Regions from separate parts of the Astyanax mexicanus genome. Here region 2 is linked to region 1. Evidence: chromatin contacts called from public Hi-C data. All regions are on one chromosome and are shown on one strand. Each heading gives the region's core, a stretch centred on a gene start, on an enhancer-like site or on the middle of the called end of the contact. The rest is flanking DNA. Distances are from core to core; before and after follow the strand shown.

Region 1 (7,948 bases), core at 1,836-4,335:
TTCATTTTGCCACATGACATCATGTGACTGTGAAACTGTGTGTGAGTGTGAGAAACAGAGAATGACATTAAAGTGAGATCTTTGAATTTATCTGTTCCTTAGTCATTAAAATAATCTTGTTTTCTGTACTTCAACCCTAATTCCTCAGCTCATCCCAAAAGTATGGAATAGAGCACCTTAATTCCAGAGAACATACATGCCCAGAGAGCAAGTGGTGGATTCATTAGTTGCTTCCTAAAAATTGCTTTGAACATCAGCTACATCACGTGAGTGTTTGCACATCAGTGTCAATAATAGGTCCATCTTAAAGTAGCTGAATCTATTTATTAAAAAGGGTGTCCACAAACATTTGGACATGTAGTGTAAGCTTTAGCGTAAATGCTGGTGTAAAAAATCAACCTATGAAGAGAATCTTTGAGTTTTAAATGGAATGGGTGTTTTTTTTAATATTGATTACAGTGTATAAAGCACACTTAGCTCCACAAATTTAGTAAAAGTTAATTGGGTTCATCTAATGAGTTTTACAAGCACAGAGAAGTGATCACCATTGGATCACCAGCACTGTGAATGGACATTCTCCATTGAACATCATATGTAGTCTACATCTTGGCTTAATCATTGTATGGGAAACCAGCCCCAAATATTTAACCCTGTAGAACATGTTGGACTGTCTGTATGAACTTTGAAGGAAATACAAAATTGGCTGGTCAGGAGCTGTGGAAGACTCATTGCAATCCTGTTTCATTTGTAATTAGAGAAAATCCCTGCATCAGGGCACCCATCCCTCTTCTGCTGTGGATCTACTTACCCTTCAGACCTAATCTAACAGCTCATCAAAGTGCTCAGGATTATGTCCACATTAGAGGTGTGGTTAAGTTTAAACTTTGACTGAACATTTAAAACAGACAGAAAAACAGCAAATGGGTAGACAGCAGTCAAGTCACTAAAAATTTGTCAAATAAGGAATTACTGCATTTACCCAGTTACACTTTCTTTATTTTTCTACATTGTAGAAATTAAGGGACACATATGGAATTACATATTAAACAAAAAGTATTTGTCTTCCACAATCCCCTGACCTAAAACCAACTGAGATGGTGATTTGGGTTGATGTTGCATTAAGTTCATATGCGTTATACTTTTTTTCTACTTTCTGATTTTTAATTATCTGCTTACTTAGGAGTATGGGGTCCTTCTCAAGTAACAGATAAGATGTGAAAATTTTCTTACAGCACGTTCTCTGTCATTTTACATCATAAAGTCCCTAAGTGACAAATACTGAACATCCTAAGAGCATCACAGGACAGTAAATTGGTGTTCTTTCATCTGACCTTATTTACAGAATGTAAAGTAAGTGTGGGTTAGTGCTGTAGATAAAATGTGTTATTTAGAAATGTATCTCTGGCTTATAAAAATCAATTTATTCCATTTTGAACAATGAAAATGTTTTAGTTAAATGTTTCACGATCCACATAACTAGATCTAACCTGACATCCAACTTATGAAATACACTGCCTGGCCAAAAAAAAAGGTCACATAATCTAATATTTTGTGGGATCGCATTTAGCTTTGATTTTAGCACGCATTCACTGTGGCATTTTTTCGATAAACCTCAAGATTTATTTAAATCCAGTGTTGTATTATTTTTTTATCAAGATCTTGCATTACTGATGGCAGAGTCTGAATGCTGCGCAAAGCCTTCTCCAGCACATCCCAAAGAGTCTCAATAAGGTTAAGGACCGGACTCTGTGGCGAACAATCCATGTGTGAAAACGATGATCTCATGCTCCCTGAATCACTCTTTTACAATTCCAGCCCCATGAATCCTGGCATTGTCATCTTGGAATATGCCCGTGTCATCAGGGAAGAAAAAATTAATTGATGGAATAACCTGGTCTATATTCAGTATATTCATTCTTTCAGCACATACTGTTGATCAACCCCAGATCATTTGCTCAGCTAAAACCAGGTGGAGATTTTTTTTGGGGCCAGGCAGTGTAGTTGTTGTCATTTACATTACATGAGGATTTTAACCTTACAATATTGAGTCATGTGGCTACAATAAGTACAAAAATGATATCAGTGATATCAGGATTTAGTCTGGGCTCTTGTGGGTTAAATTCTTTGTTTATGAATTCACTAAATAAAGATTGTTACTATTTTCCCCCAAAAGCCATCAAGATGTCCTTCCTCCGTTCCACCGCTGGAGGGCTCAGTAGGCACTGCTGTAAAGAGACAATAAAAGTTTAATAAAAGAGCAGATCACCATAACGCTGAGATCGAGCAGAGCTCCGGAAAACGTGAGGTTTCACACTGTCTTATCGTGAGAAAGAACAGCCTGTGAAATGTCTTCGGTAGATGGCATATATTAGAAAAACGATAGCTGGTGTTTAAGCAGTGTAAAAGCACTAGCAGCACTCGCTCACTCACTGACTGTGCCGAAGGAGCTTTAAGAAATATGCGTGATTACGAAATGGCCAATAGGCTTTTATTTATTTAGCGTAGTTATTTGTTTTTCTAATGAGATCCAGCCACCATGGCCAGTATAGTATTGAAGTGTAGTGTGTCTGCCTGAAATTCCTGTACATGTCGATAACTACTAACTAGTTAACAGCTTCGGTGGAGGTTCCTTAGGAAGATATTTGTTTGTTTATTTATTATTCGTTATTTACAGCAAGCAAGACATCAAGCCAGTTCGGGTTATAGTAGTAAAGTAGGTCAATGAAGTATCTAGCTATAGCTTTGTTTGTATGGGCGCTTTGTTTGTTTTCGGTGTAGGACACAATAATATAGAGATAGTAATTTAGCTTAATTATCAATAAAAAATACTTCTTAAAAACAGCTAAATAAAAATATTAACTATATTTTGTAAGAAATTATTGCATTGCAATAAATTTACATATATATTTTTTTTTTCGATTTGTCAATAATTATATGTGCGTTATCCGCTTTAATGTCAAGATTAACGACGATATCTGCGATTCATTGTAGTTACAGTTCATAGATTTCTAGGGGAAATATAGCGTTAGCTATAGTGTTATGATAGGATAGCTAATCTGCCACGCTCATCGTTTTTGAACCAGCCTAGCTACTACCAAGTTCACGGCGATCTAATCTCTAACAACACTTGTCCCTTTGTAACTAGCAAGACGTTTATTAGACGGCTGTGAAAAGCGTAGCCTGTAGGTCGGGATGCCGGACAAGGTTCTCAAAACGCTGAAATAAATAATCCTTAAAGCGCCTGAGTCGATCAGCCGTGATGGCGTGGAGAACGGAGTTAATATGGCTGTCCCCAATTTATCTGCTGCCCATGTAGTAAAGTAGCTTCTTCGCCTTGTGCTGCTGCTGCTGCTGCTGACACGACGCGCATAACAAGCCGTTTAGTTTCCCATCATTTTCAGAGCTCCTTGTCCCCTCCCCTCCAGACACAGACAACAACATACACCTTAATAGGGGCGCGTCTCCGACACAGCCGCCGACCAATAACCCGTCTGTCTGGGCAGAGACCGAGGGGGATGAGCGCCTGTCGAGGCCCAATCAGCGCCTTTGTGTTGCCTGCCGGTGCCGGGGACTGGTCGTGAGGAGCTACTGCGGCGCTTCGGGATCGGCGAGTGAACCCGGATCCAGAGCAACCTGAAGGGCGAAGGCGAGTCAGGTGAGTCCGGGGATTCAGCTGCGGCCTAGCCGGGACGGGACGTGATTTTTGAATGTACAGCGGCGGGATTTGAGCGGAGTGGAACTGCACAGCGTATGGAAAGCTGCAGCTTACGACGATAGAAACGGCGTTTCAAACTGTTTAGCGAGCTGACGAGAGACAATAGCGGTACGGCTTTGCTTGGCTACGAGCGGGCAGCTATTAGTCAGATAACCTAACGCCGTTAACGTTACCGTTAGTTCAAAGTGCCTGACTGACTGGCTGGCTAACGCTAACTAATAGTATTAAAAGAGTGCTAACTAGCTACTAATATAGAGTAATAGTAGCCAATAGAGTGAGTCAAATTGTCTGAAATGTAGCTAGAAATTTAGCCAAGCAAATAGTTCAACGTTTCTGTAGGAGATTTGCAGCATTTCTGGTCTAAAAAGCGTTTCATTGTTTCATCCCGTGTCTCTGGGGGTTTAAGCCAGATTGAGAAGGGAGCCAGCCAGCTTCTCGTCCTCCGGGCTGAGGCTACATACAGTACAGTGCAGCCGCACACAATGAAAAAGAAAAGCCCCTAAATTTACTTATTATACACTCATATTATGATTTTATAATTTATCTAACTAATGTAAAAGAAGTACTTCAGATTCTGAGCTTCTCTGCTGGCTGTGAGCGCTCAGAGCGCTGTGTGTGTGTATATATTCTGTGAACTGTGTGTGTGTGTGTGTGTGTAGAGTGGGGCACACACACTCACTCTGTGGTAGAGAGAGTGTACGGCAGCAGAGCTGATGGCTGTACAATTAGAAAAAAAGAAAAAAAAAGATCCGAAAATGCATCAGCCATTTACGTAAGTGAGGACGTTCTCAACGTGCTCCATATGCACGCAAATGGCTGCCCAGCACTTGACAAGAGGGGGGAAAGGCTGAAATGCTGAAATGTAATTCCAACCTGAATGCATGCATTGATCCTAACCAACAGGGAGTCACTGATAAACGGGTGGAGATGACGTTTGGAAAGAAACTCTGATCAATAATATATGCAGTCTATTATTCTTGGTGCTGCAGACACGTCCAGAGTGAGACGGCGCCTAATTTGTAGGCTATACAGTCTATAACTGACCAAGTCCAAGTGTGTAAGTGTGTGTGTGGTGGGGGTTTCTTTTTCTTTTTTTCTTTTTTTTTTGAGTGTGTGTTCTGGGGGGGCAGCCGTTTCCAACTTGGCTGTAGATTTTTCATTTGCTTGCTGAAGTTGCATTTTTGTTTTTAGCATCTAGGGGAGAGGTTAATGGCATGGAACAGGGCTGGGCGATATGACCAACAATTATACATTTTTTTTTTTCATTTCTTTTCATTACTTTATTGCTGTATCAGTAGTGACTGAGAGGAATTTGTGATAGTGCAGCTTAAAAACACATACAATTACACACATTCACAAGAGTGACAAAGCTACAGAAGTGTACATCATTATGATAAAGCAGAGGGGTGAAACATTCTAATAGTGAATAGGCACGAAACCTTGATGTTCTACGTAAAATTCTTCGAAATCGCTTACTTGAAGGGAGCAGTTTGAACAAGTATTGAGCTGGCTGAGTGATCTGTATAAATCTTAGATAGCCTCATTTCTATACTACTATTTAGTAGTTTTTGTCGATACAATATAATTTAATTCTGACACTGATCTGAACAATTTGGTTACAAGAATGGTTACAACTTGGCCTGTCACGATAACTGTTATTGTGTGGATCATATATAATTCCATAAATAATTGTGATAAGCAATATTATTGTCATTTTAAGATTACCATTGATATGATCTTGATATTCTTCAAATATATAAGAACACAGTGCAAACATCATAAACTCCTTGGAGTTTAGTATTATAGTTAAGAAAAAAGTGTACAATATGAAAATTGCTGCCACATCAAATCAAAAAGTCTATCAACTGAGATTCCCTCTGGCAGCTTCTATAGTAAAGCTGTATTATCTCTACTATCCCATTTCAAAAATCACTATGAAACATTAATTCATTATTAACTATTTGACGATCAAATTAATTAAACAAATCTCCCAGCCTTACATTATATAGTAATAATACTTTCATTTAAAAGTATGTTTTAACCCAAAATAGCCCATGATCTTCCTGACAGTACTCTGTCCATCACTAACTCATGAAGGTCTTAAGTGACATATAGTGAACATCCTGAGAGCATCATAGGACACTGTGTGAATCTGTTTTCATTGATCTAATCTACAGAATGTGGGTATTCTGGGTTAGTTCTGGAGATGAAACTAGCTCCTTCTAAAAGTGTGTTTTTGCTCCGGTCCATCCATTTTAATAATTCAAATGCTTTAATAAAATGTTTTACATTTCCATATGACTAATTTTAACACGATTATTAGATCCAAATGATAAAGCACATGTTATGAAATTATTATTGTCATCATGATTGTAACCTTAAAATATTTAGTCATGTGCTCTTTATCATAATAATAAAAATAATTAAATGAGCTACTCACTGAATTTAAGGTTCAGTTTTTTATTTGGGTATCAATGTTCAGAAATGAATCTGTGCTCTTATGGGTTAAAAAATATATATTTTTTTGCAATAAACTGAAATCAGAATATTATATTACATTCTTGAAGGTTTTAAATCTCAGCAGGATACAGCAGTGGTGCAGTCAGGTCTGTCTTGCAGTATTTCAGGTAATTCCAATGTACTTTCACACACAATGAGGTTTTAAATGGGACTACTTCACACATTTAAACTTAGGCTATTTCTGTAAATGCTGACATAAGCGCCTTATTCCTCATCAGCACTGGGAGAGCTCCATATAAAATAAATACATGGGCTACTACTGGCATTTCGGGTGACTTTCACACTTCTATTGTACACTAGCTTAAATTTATTCCCTAAATAGGCCTGCAGCCATATTGCATGCCTATTGCTTATTACAAATTCTGAAAGTGTATAATTATAATAAGTTATGAATTATAAATAGTAATTACTTTTTTATTTTATTAGCTTCTATTTAGCTTTGTCAGTGCAAGTTAAAATGACTAGCATTTAACCTGCTTTTATTTAGTTCAGATATCTTGCATTAAGCAATACCAAGCTGAATAAATAGAGTAAATGACTCAATGATTCAATACCAATTCGTCATTTATAAGTTCAAACATAAAAAATACTTCAAAGCAACATCTGCACATCCTGTTCCACTTTTTGCAGTGTTGACTGTGTCACCGACTGTCACTGTATTATCATTGTCATGCAAAACCTTGTATATCCAATCCAATAGTAACTTTACAGGAGAAGAAACATCTTTATTTATACTTTCACTACTATACTATTTTTTTATTTCAAAGTAATTCTGAGCCTTTCAGTTAATTTTCTTTATCAAATTTTGACACGTCAGATTCATAATGCATAAAAAAATGGAAAAAAAAGCATGAATTTGGTAACGCTTTTTTTCATGTCAGTGAATATATGCAAAAAGCAGCTTTTTCAGTATCCAGTAGTCGAAACCTAATTTGGTGGCATGGATTTGCGTAGTGACCACAATTTTCATTGTAACTAATTTGAACATGCTGGTCTTCAGGTTGTGTAGTGTACAGATTTAGTTTCATATCTCGTTATTCAAGAAGGTCATTGTCCTTCTCGGTACCCCGTCATCTACTGCTCAAAAATGTGGATATCTGGTTCCTAAGACCAGTTTTTCACCGCAGACACATCAGATCAGAGCCAATTGTTATTTTTTTTTTTTCTCCTTTTTTCTGCTCATTTTGAAAGAGGCTGCTGCCCACTGCGAGGGTTGCCCCACTAGTATTACATCCTCAGGAGGGGTCCAAACAATGTTCTTATTGACTGTTTTGCTCAAAGCCATTTTGTGTGGACTGTTTCTCCTACTCTTCAGATGGAAGATAGAGGACTCTGGTTGTATTTATTTATTTTTTCTTCCCTTTTTTAAGCTATTCATCACTTCAGTCAAAGCACCCCAACTTGTGGTCACTGCCTGTGAAGGGATTTCATGCAGTGTGCTCTCTTTAATTTCCATGGTGCATGCCCACCTTATCTCCAGTGACTGCCTGGTTGGTATAGCTAAACCCATGAGACTTGCGATATGTGTCACCAGGTGATTAGATAGAATATGCGCTGAGCAAAGACTCTGTCTGTCTGTCTGGGGTGCTGTCTAATATTTGTCAATGTAGATTTCATCACTGATGTGCCGTATGCTGAAAGATGTCATGGTGCTGTACTTCCATGTTTTGTACAACAGTTATTAGGTCTGTACAACTGTGATGTATAGACTTT
Region 2 (7,948 bases), core at 3,193-5,692, 47 kb after region 1:
ATCCCGCTTTCCGTTTCCTGCAGAGGCATTCCTGAACTCCTGCAGCAGAGTGCCTCTGCTCCACAGCCCCTCACTCACTAACACTAATAGACTGTGTCTGCTCCTGTCAGCCCACTGCACCGCTCTGCTCTCATTGTCAGGCCTTTAGTCTCCTTTATTAGGCCTATAGCCATGTGAGTCATTCCATAAGCCACGCAGCACTGGCACATTATTGTGATTAGAGAGTCAATCACAGTGTCTCCAGCTTGTACTCTTAATGCCACGCTACTGAGCGCAGTTCCTCAGCCAGTTCTCGGGGCCTGGAAGACCTTTTTCGTAAAGTTTACATGTCAATCAATGAGGAATTGGATCAGCTTGGTGCAGTTGGCAGGCTTTTGCCGCATGGGGAGGAGGCTGTTGGAGTTCACAATCTAGTTTTTTTTTATTATTCTTTATTAATCCAAAAGTGGTTCTGCTGTGGTATTACTCAAATAACTCTTTCATTAATTTTTAATAGAGTAATAATTCCACTCCCTGTACATGTTATCATGTTATGAACCAAGTAGCTAAAACCATTTAAAAGCCAAAATTAGAATTAAGTACTTTACTAGCTTTACACTTATGCAGTACAATGAGAATCACGTAGAGTCAGCACACAGGGTCAGTCATGCTAGAGGGATTGCAGTTATGCCACAAACCACTGATCAATGATCCAGCACTGTAACCACTGGGCCCCATAATTTTAATACACATTTTTAACCTATGGTCAAAAATGATCACAATCTGTGTACCTGGTGGTGTATAGCGTTCATAATTATTTTATTTTTAATATTGGAGTCAATGGTGACTCAATGGCAGTTTGAGTACTGGGCTATTGGTGAAAAGGTTGTGGTTCAATACCTGGTTTTGGCATGCTGCCCCAAGCAAGTATATCTTCACTGTGAACATCTATCATCACTGTCTCTCCATTTTTTTTATTTTTATTTTTTTATAATGTTTTGGTAATCTTTTCACTTTTTGGCGTAATGTGAATCTGAGAGTTAATACTTTGGAGACCCAAGGAATGTTTGTAAAAAAAAAAAAGAAAAGAAAATTTAACTAACTACAATGAAGTAAACTTTCACTGTACAGTAGTGTATCAGAACTCTACCTCCATGTTTATCTTGTCTGTGCCAATAAGAGTCCAGAGTGGTGGGCAGACACTTCAGTGACCTCGAGGCAGTAGAGGGTTGGTGTTTTTGTCAAGGGCAACTCAGTTCATAAAAGCCAGTCCTGGGGATTGAACCAGCTACCATGCAGTCCCAAGCCAAATTGACCAACCTTAAGGCAACAAATGCCACCATAAGCTGATGAAAATAATACTGTTGTGACTTAAAAACACCCAAAAAAATCTTGGGCTGAGTTGGTGAGAAATAATTAGTAGAAGGTATCAGATTAAAAAAAAAAAGACACAAAGACAAGGTGTCACCAAACTATTTGTTTCCAAGCAGCAGATGTTTTTATTTTCTCTTTCTTTATTTTTTTCTTTAAAGAATAAATCATACTTGAATTGGTCACCTGCACTGAGTCAGGCTGTGTGTGTGTTTGTGTGTTTGTCGTCATCTGTCTGCATTTCTATGACTGATGTATCTTAAGCTTGTGTGTGTGTGTTGTTCTCTGCAGGGGAAGACAGGTGAGGAGAGGCAGCAGATGATCAAAGCGCTGCGTGAGGAGCTGAGGCTGGAGGAGGCCAGGCTGGTGCTGCTGAAGAAGCTGAGACAGAGCCAGATGCAGAAAGAGAACGTGGTGCAGAAGGTCAATATACTGCTCTTCCCACCATTACCTCCATTTATCAGCACAGCTGAGTTAACACCTCCCTCCACACTGCTTAACACTGCTCCCGCACCTGACTCAGGCAGGCTACTGACCATTACTGCTCTACTCTAACAGAGAGTGTTTGTTTTTTTAGGCACTGCTGTTGTTCACTGCTGTTAATGGTCTTGGAGCTGTTTCATGCCTGTAGGATGAGGCAGTGAAATTTCAGAACACTGATATTAAATATGCTCTGCTCGATGCGATCACTAATAGAGCTATGCTAGAGCAGAACAGTTATTGTCATTATAAATTAATATAATACCCATTTTACAATTACAGCATGTGCTTCATGCCATTAATACAACATGTTAGCTGTATATGATATGATCTATGCTATATATGCTAACATCTATTTAAATTTTTACATAATTATAAAAGTTTACATAAACTCATCATAGACATAAATACAAAGCCAAACAGTGGGCTTTAAATGATTCTTATTACTGTTTTTTTTCTGGGGAAGAATAAGTGCACAACATATAACAAGTACAAGTTATTTTTTTAAAGGTCTTATTCCATCATTTTTTTTTCTTAATTTATTTTAAATGTTTAGTTGTGGTCTCTAGTATGAATGAATGAAAAAAAGTGCTCCGGTGTTTCTATATAGTACTGCTATTAGTGATCGCTGAAGAAAGAGGATTTTTGGCTCTTGCTCATGAATATTCATATGTACAAACATATCGCCTCTGACCTTTAAGGTGACCATGGTGGTTCTGAAATGAACAATGAAGAACTATTAGTTCAGTGGTGCTGAGAGTTACACAAGGCCTTTAACACACCAAGACCAAGTTCTCTTAACATCCTGCTAGTGATCTTGATTGACTACAACTGGTAGCTTTTCTGTAGCCTTACAAAAATGATTTTTGACAGTGAAACACACAGAGTACACTAGGAAAATCCAAAAATCTCAGTGCAGATCTGAGAAGAATTTTTGTAGATTTTCAAATAACTGCATATTTAAAGATAACAATTAAAACATATGTTGTTACAGAAAGAAAATAGTCATTTGGTTCCGATAGGCTAAACCTGTCACCCTAAAAGAAGATAAATATAAAGATGTTCGGCCACATTGATCAGATGTATGTTTGGATGTGCAAAGGTTTAACCATTGAACCTTGAGCGCTGCAACCTCTGTTTGGCATGAGTTGGTGGATATTCTCTTCTGGTGATAGCTGGTTTACCAGTTTGCTGAGACTGGAGGATTGTACAATGTTGATAGAAGCATAAAGTAGGTAGTCTACCTCAGCATAACCTCAAAACATCAGCTAAACATGACTAGAAATATTGCTATGGAAAAAATTAGGCAGACAGTGGTGTTTATAGGGATAATGGTGAGACACTAAATTCCACAACCCCCTGTACTAGCTGTTAAGCATGGTGGTGGTGGAAGTGGTAGCGTCTGCAGCAACAAAGGCTAACATTAAGGTTTTGGAATGGTAGACCTTCATTTTTGGACATGCTTGGACAACAACAAATTTAATTAAACACAACATATTCTGCCAAGATGCATGCTCAAATATCCAACCGAGATTCATCTTTCAATGGTCAGGCTCAGCTTACTGAGGGACACATTTTAATTTCAGAAAAAAACTACAATGAAACCTTGTAAACCAATTTCTTATTATTTTTCTATAAAGCATGCATGTTGTTATTATTATTATTATTATTATTATTATTTTGGTAAAAAAAACAAAATCAAAGAAAGCCCAATTTTTCCTTCTGGCTCAAAACTTAAAAAAAATGGTAATGTAGCAGTAGTTTTATGTGTATAGGTGTATTGTAAACTCCCTCACTTATCTCAAAGTAATGCAATTCCTAGCCTTTATATTGTGTAGTGATTATTGTCCTGCATGTTGCTGGAATATTCATTTATTTAATTGGATTATTGTTCATATATAAGCGGTCAACTATTGATTTACGAAAAGCACATAGCTGAGTTTGTTCAGTTTTGAATTGCAAAGAAAAAAAACAATTTACCGAGCTGGATATCAAGGAGAAAATCCAATGGTCCAAAATTGAGATTTGGCTGCTTGTCAGATAATGATCTTCAGCACTTTTTGTACCCAGCAGAAGCTCGCTGAACGTGCGAGTAGAGCTGCTAAAGAGCAGACACGGGGTAAAATGGGGTAGTCTTGGAGAGTTTTTTGGACGACCAAAAACCACAGCTTTACTGCTTGTGTATCACAGCACAGTGATATGTTTCCCCACTGCTCCAGCATTGAGATTCTTCCTTACTGTTTCTACACATACATGAGCTGACCATAAAGAGTCTCAGGGGCCTTTCTGCTGGACTGCAGTTGGGATGGGTCACTCTGCCTGAGACCTTGCTCTGGATGTGCTGATTTTGCCAAAACAGCTCATGACTAATTTAGAACAATTGCAGAAATGGCCTGCTTATGCTCTCTTGTGACAAGGTTATAAAAACACAGTGATTTACTTCAGGAATCGGATGCTGAACCTCTGGCAGTTTGTGAAATTCATGCTTGTTTGTCTGTCTTTGTCTGTCTTCATCTTCCTCTTCAGGTTCCAGTGGTCCAGAACACCCCCTCCTCTGTTCAACCCTCTCCCATCCACAGCTCACAGGGGTTGACTAAGCTGCCCGTTCGACCGGGCATGCACACATCTGAGCCCCAGAACCTCCGCGCTGCACAGGTGTGTGTGTGTCTACTTTCCATGACTGAAAATACCAAATTTCCATGGCCAGATTTGGAATGTTTTTAGAAAGGTGAATCCAAGACCTGCTAAGAAATCTAATGTGGATTATTTTGTGTATTTGTTTGTTTATTCGTTTGCCTTCCAAGCGTGATAATCTGTCCATTTTCAATTTGAATCCAAGGCTTTTCTTGGATCTGTTAATCTATTCCTCCTCACACAAATCCAGCACCTTTTGTCTGGTGCCGTAGTGTACATCATTCCAGTTTATTCATGATGCTTTTGTTAAATGTGTACAGTACTGGTAGTAAATTACATATCTGCCGACCTCTAGTGGTCGTTCAGTTTACTGAACATCTTTTTTTAATTTGTCTGCGTGTTTGTTCCAGGGCCACACGGTGATCAGGTCCGCTGCCAGTGCCTCCCTGCCCCCGATGATGATGTCCCAGCGGGTGATCGCCCCTAACCCAGCCCAGCTGCAGGGTCAGAGAGTGCCCTCTAAGCCTGGCATGGGCCGATCCTCCACAGGAAGTATGGGCAACGCAGTCAACTACCAGCAGGTATGCTCAGCCCAACATCCCCTCTCTATAACCTACAGGGCAGAGTGCTCCAAACACTGCACTGAAAACATGGTCATGACCTGCTATATCCCCTGTTCACGTCAGTAATTAAACCATTTATTGCCACAGTTCAGAATATACACACTGCTGGTCTACAGACTGGCATCATTGCGATAAGTAATTTCAAATCAGTCTTGTTGTTGCAAAATAGATGTAAATTATAACTGTAAATTATAATTCTTATTGGTGCTAAGAAATTAAACTGTTAGGTTCCTCTGATGTCTAAATACTAGTTTAAAGAGTCATAGCGTAAATGAAACTTATTATTACTGCAAGTCTGAGTGAAAAAAAATTCTCTTTTTGTATGGGATTTGTACAGTCTTTCACATTGAATGCTTATAAGACAAGTTCAGGTCGGTACAAATAAGTTTAATTAAGCTTGTCAATCAGTTCAATAACCTACATTGTTGTGCTGTATCTATTTTTATGTTTAAATGTTTTATGGTGGGTTAAGTGGGCCATGTGAGTTGCAAAAGTTTGGGAACCCCTTCAATAGAAATAAATGCATAGCATATTTGAGTCTGTATTTTAAAGTGGCATTTATTTTTACATTATTGGTGCCTTACAGGCATTCAAAAAGCACCAATTTTTTGTCAAGCAATGAATTTAAAAGCTGTAGAATATAATTTGTGGCACATAACATGAAAATATGGCACAAGTATAATCATACTCTTACAGTATATCATTTATTAGTTAGTTACTTGTTTCAGTAAATCTTGAAGCATTCACTGATATCTTAAAAAAAAGTATCTTCGACATTTACTTCTAGTAGTATTTACAGTCGTTTTTGTGTTGTTTGTTTTAGCATTTCATAAAACAGATTTTTAACCTTATACAATTGTTACAACAGTTCTACTAAAAATGGCTGCATAATAAGTATTAATGACAAGTGATTACAATTTTTCGAACAGTGGTGTATGCAACCCCTGCTCACTTCTGTAATTACACGATTGAGGAGCACTGTGTGCAGCACACATACCTGTACTGTACGCTGCGGTGCAGAGACTCACACTGAGTAGATGATTAATTAAAGCATTAGCAGCCTCATTTATCAGTGATTTACTGAACAAACCACACAAACGCAATCATGCTGAAAAACATTTCCTCTGTGTGCCGCAGGCTGCCAGCCAGCAGGTGGCGGCCTCCCAGCGCTCCAACTCCTCCACGGCCATCTACATGAACTTGGCCCACATGCAGGCGGCGGGGGTGCCAGGTGTCGGGGTGGGTGTGAGCGGGGTGGGGGCGGTCAGCCCCTCCACACTGCCTAGCGGGTCTAGCGTGGCCGCTGTGGGCAGCGTGAGCTCACTGAACGACCAGGCCAGCAGCCAAGCGGCTGCCAAACTGGCCCTACGCAAGCAGCTGGAGAAAACCCTGCTGGAGATCCCACCACCCAAACCCCCCGCCCCCCTGCTCCACTTCCTGCCCTCAGCCGCCAACAGCGAGTTCATCTACATGGTGGGGTTGGAAGAGGTGGTGCAGAGTGTCATCGACAGCCAGGGTGAGACCTAAATACACACACACACACTCTATAATTATATTACTGATATAGTGGAGGAGTGAAAGTGAGCTGTGTTTCAGCTGTCTTAAGCATCGGCCTTAGTCATAATGATATTAAAAGTTTTAATCCTTAGCGTTCAAGGGCTAAAGCACATATTTACCCTCCACCCTCTCCTTCACACCATTCAGCACTATGCTAGCCCACGCAGGCAACAGAAAAATTTTACATGTGCAATTCAAAAAGAGAAAAATGCAATACTTGCCTGGCTTTGTGTATAGAGACCCCAGCACTGGCAGCATCATTTGATATGGGGAGTTGTAGATAGTGATTGGAACTAAGAATTTTTATTAGTGGCCTGTTTATTTTATTAGTTATTTTAGTGGAATTAAACAACATGTAGTCTCCACTTCATGTTATAAAAGTAGTACAAGTTTAGATTGTTTTCAGGTAGCCATTAGCTGAGTTCATACAGTAATACAGAAAAGACAGTTAGTAGGAATGATTGAGGTCAGTGTGAGACCTGGAGGACTACGGAAACTTTCAAAAGACATGCTTGTAAGATTGCTAGAAATACAAATCCATACTGCTAGTTGACATAAGTAGACATTAAGGACAATTTAGCAGAATTCAGGAAGAGGGCACAGGAAAGGATTCATAATGCTTTGGGCTTTTAAATCATATTAAATCACTCCAAATACTTAAAATAGTGGTAAAAATGCATTTAGTTATTCCCTTAAAAAAGTGATTAGAAAATAAACAAATATGTCTTTGGAAAACGGATTTAAACTAAACCATTTGTTGCAGTTGTCTACATCCATAATTATGACAATTGGCAGGTCATCCTCTTCATTAGTAAAACTATTACGTTGTTGGTTGGTTTGTAGTAAAAGTCTTGTTTTTAAGTGAATTCTATTACAGTAAATACAATAGATAGATTTTTTTTAACCACTGTTTGCATTGTTGACAGGTAAAATGAGGGGTTCACTCTCCCGCTTGGAGCCGTTTTTCTGCGCTCAGTGCAGAACAGACTTCACCCCCCACTGGAAGCAGGAGAAAAGCGGACGCATTCTGTGCGAACAGTGTATGACCTCCAATCAGAAGAAGGCCCTGAAGGCCGAGCACACCAACCGGCTGAAGAACGCTTTTGTCAAGGCCCTGCAGCAGGAGCAGGTGAGCTGATTGCTGATATTGATATTAGTATATACTCCACATGACAGAAGACGTGAGATCATTCCTGATTTAATCTGTTTTCTCTCTCTGTGCTGTGTGTGTGTGTTAGGAGATCGAGCAGAGGCTGCAGCAGCAGGCAGCTTTGTCCCCGAGTGCAGCTCAGACTGTGCCCAGC

What was found. A called contact is a pair of places that touch in the nucleus more often than the background predicts.
Region 2: a contact with region 1 is called in a Hi-C map of muscle, with 19 times the contacts expected there. The contact joins the enhancer-like site here to the promoter of gatad2b in region 1. A contact is called at or near these places in 2 of 3 Hi-C or Micro-C datasets (both in muscle).

What each region holds. Positions count from the first base shown.
Region 1 is chr3:49,324,615-49,332,562 of AstMex3_surface, forward strand. gatad2b (GATA zinc finger domain containing 2B) reads left to right here and starts at 3,086. Exons shown (of 11, transcript XM_007259838.4): 1 at 3,086-3,655.
Region 2 is chr3:49,370,604-49,378,551 of AstMex3_surface, forward strand. gatad2b (GATA zinc finger domain containing 2B) reads left to right here. Exons shown (of 11, transcript XM_007259838.4): 4 at 1,642-1,773; 5 at 4,357-4,485; 6 at 4,875-5,045; 7 at 6,225-6,603; 8 at 7,571-7,773; 9 at 7,883-7,948. Among protein-coding and RNA genes, the nearest start is that of tinagl1, 44 kb to the right of the region's middle. Within about 2 kb of position 4,443, the one cell type or tissue checked has an H3K27ac peak away from gene starts, as active enhancers do.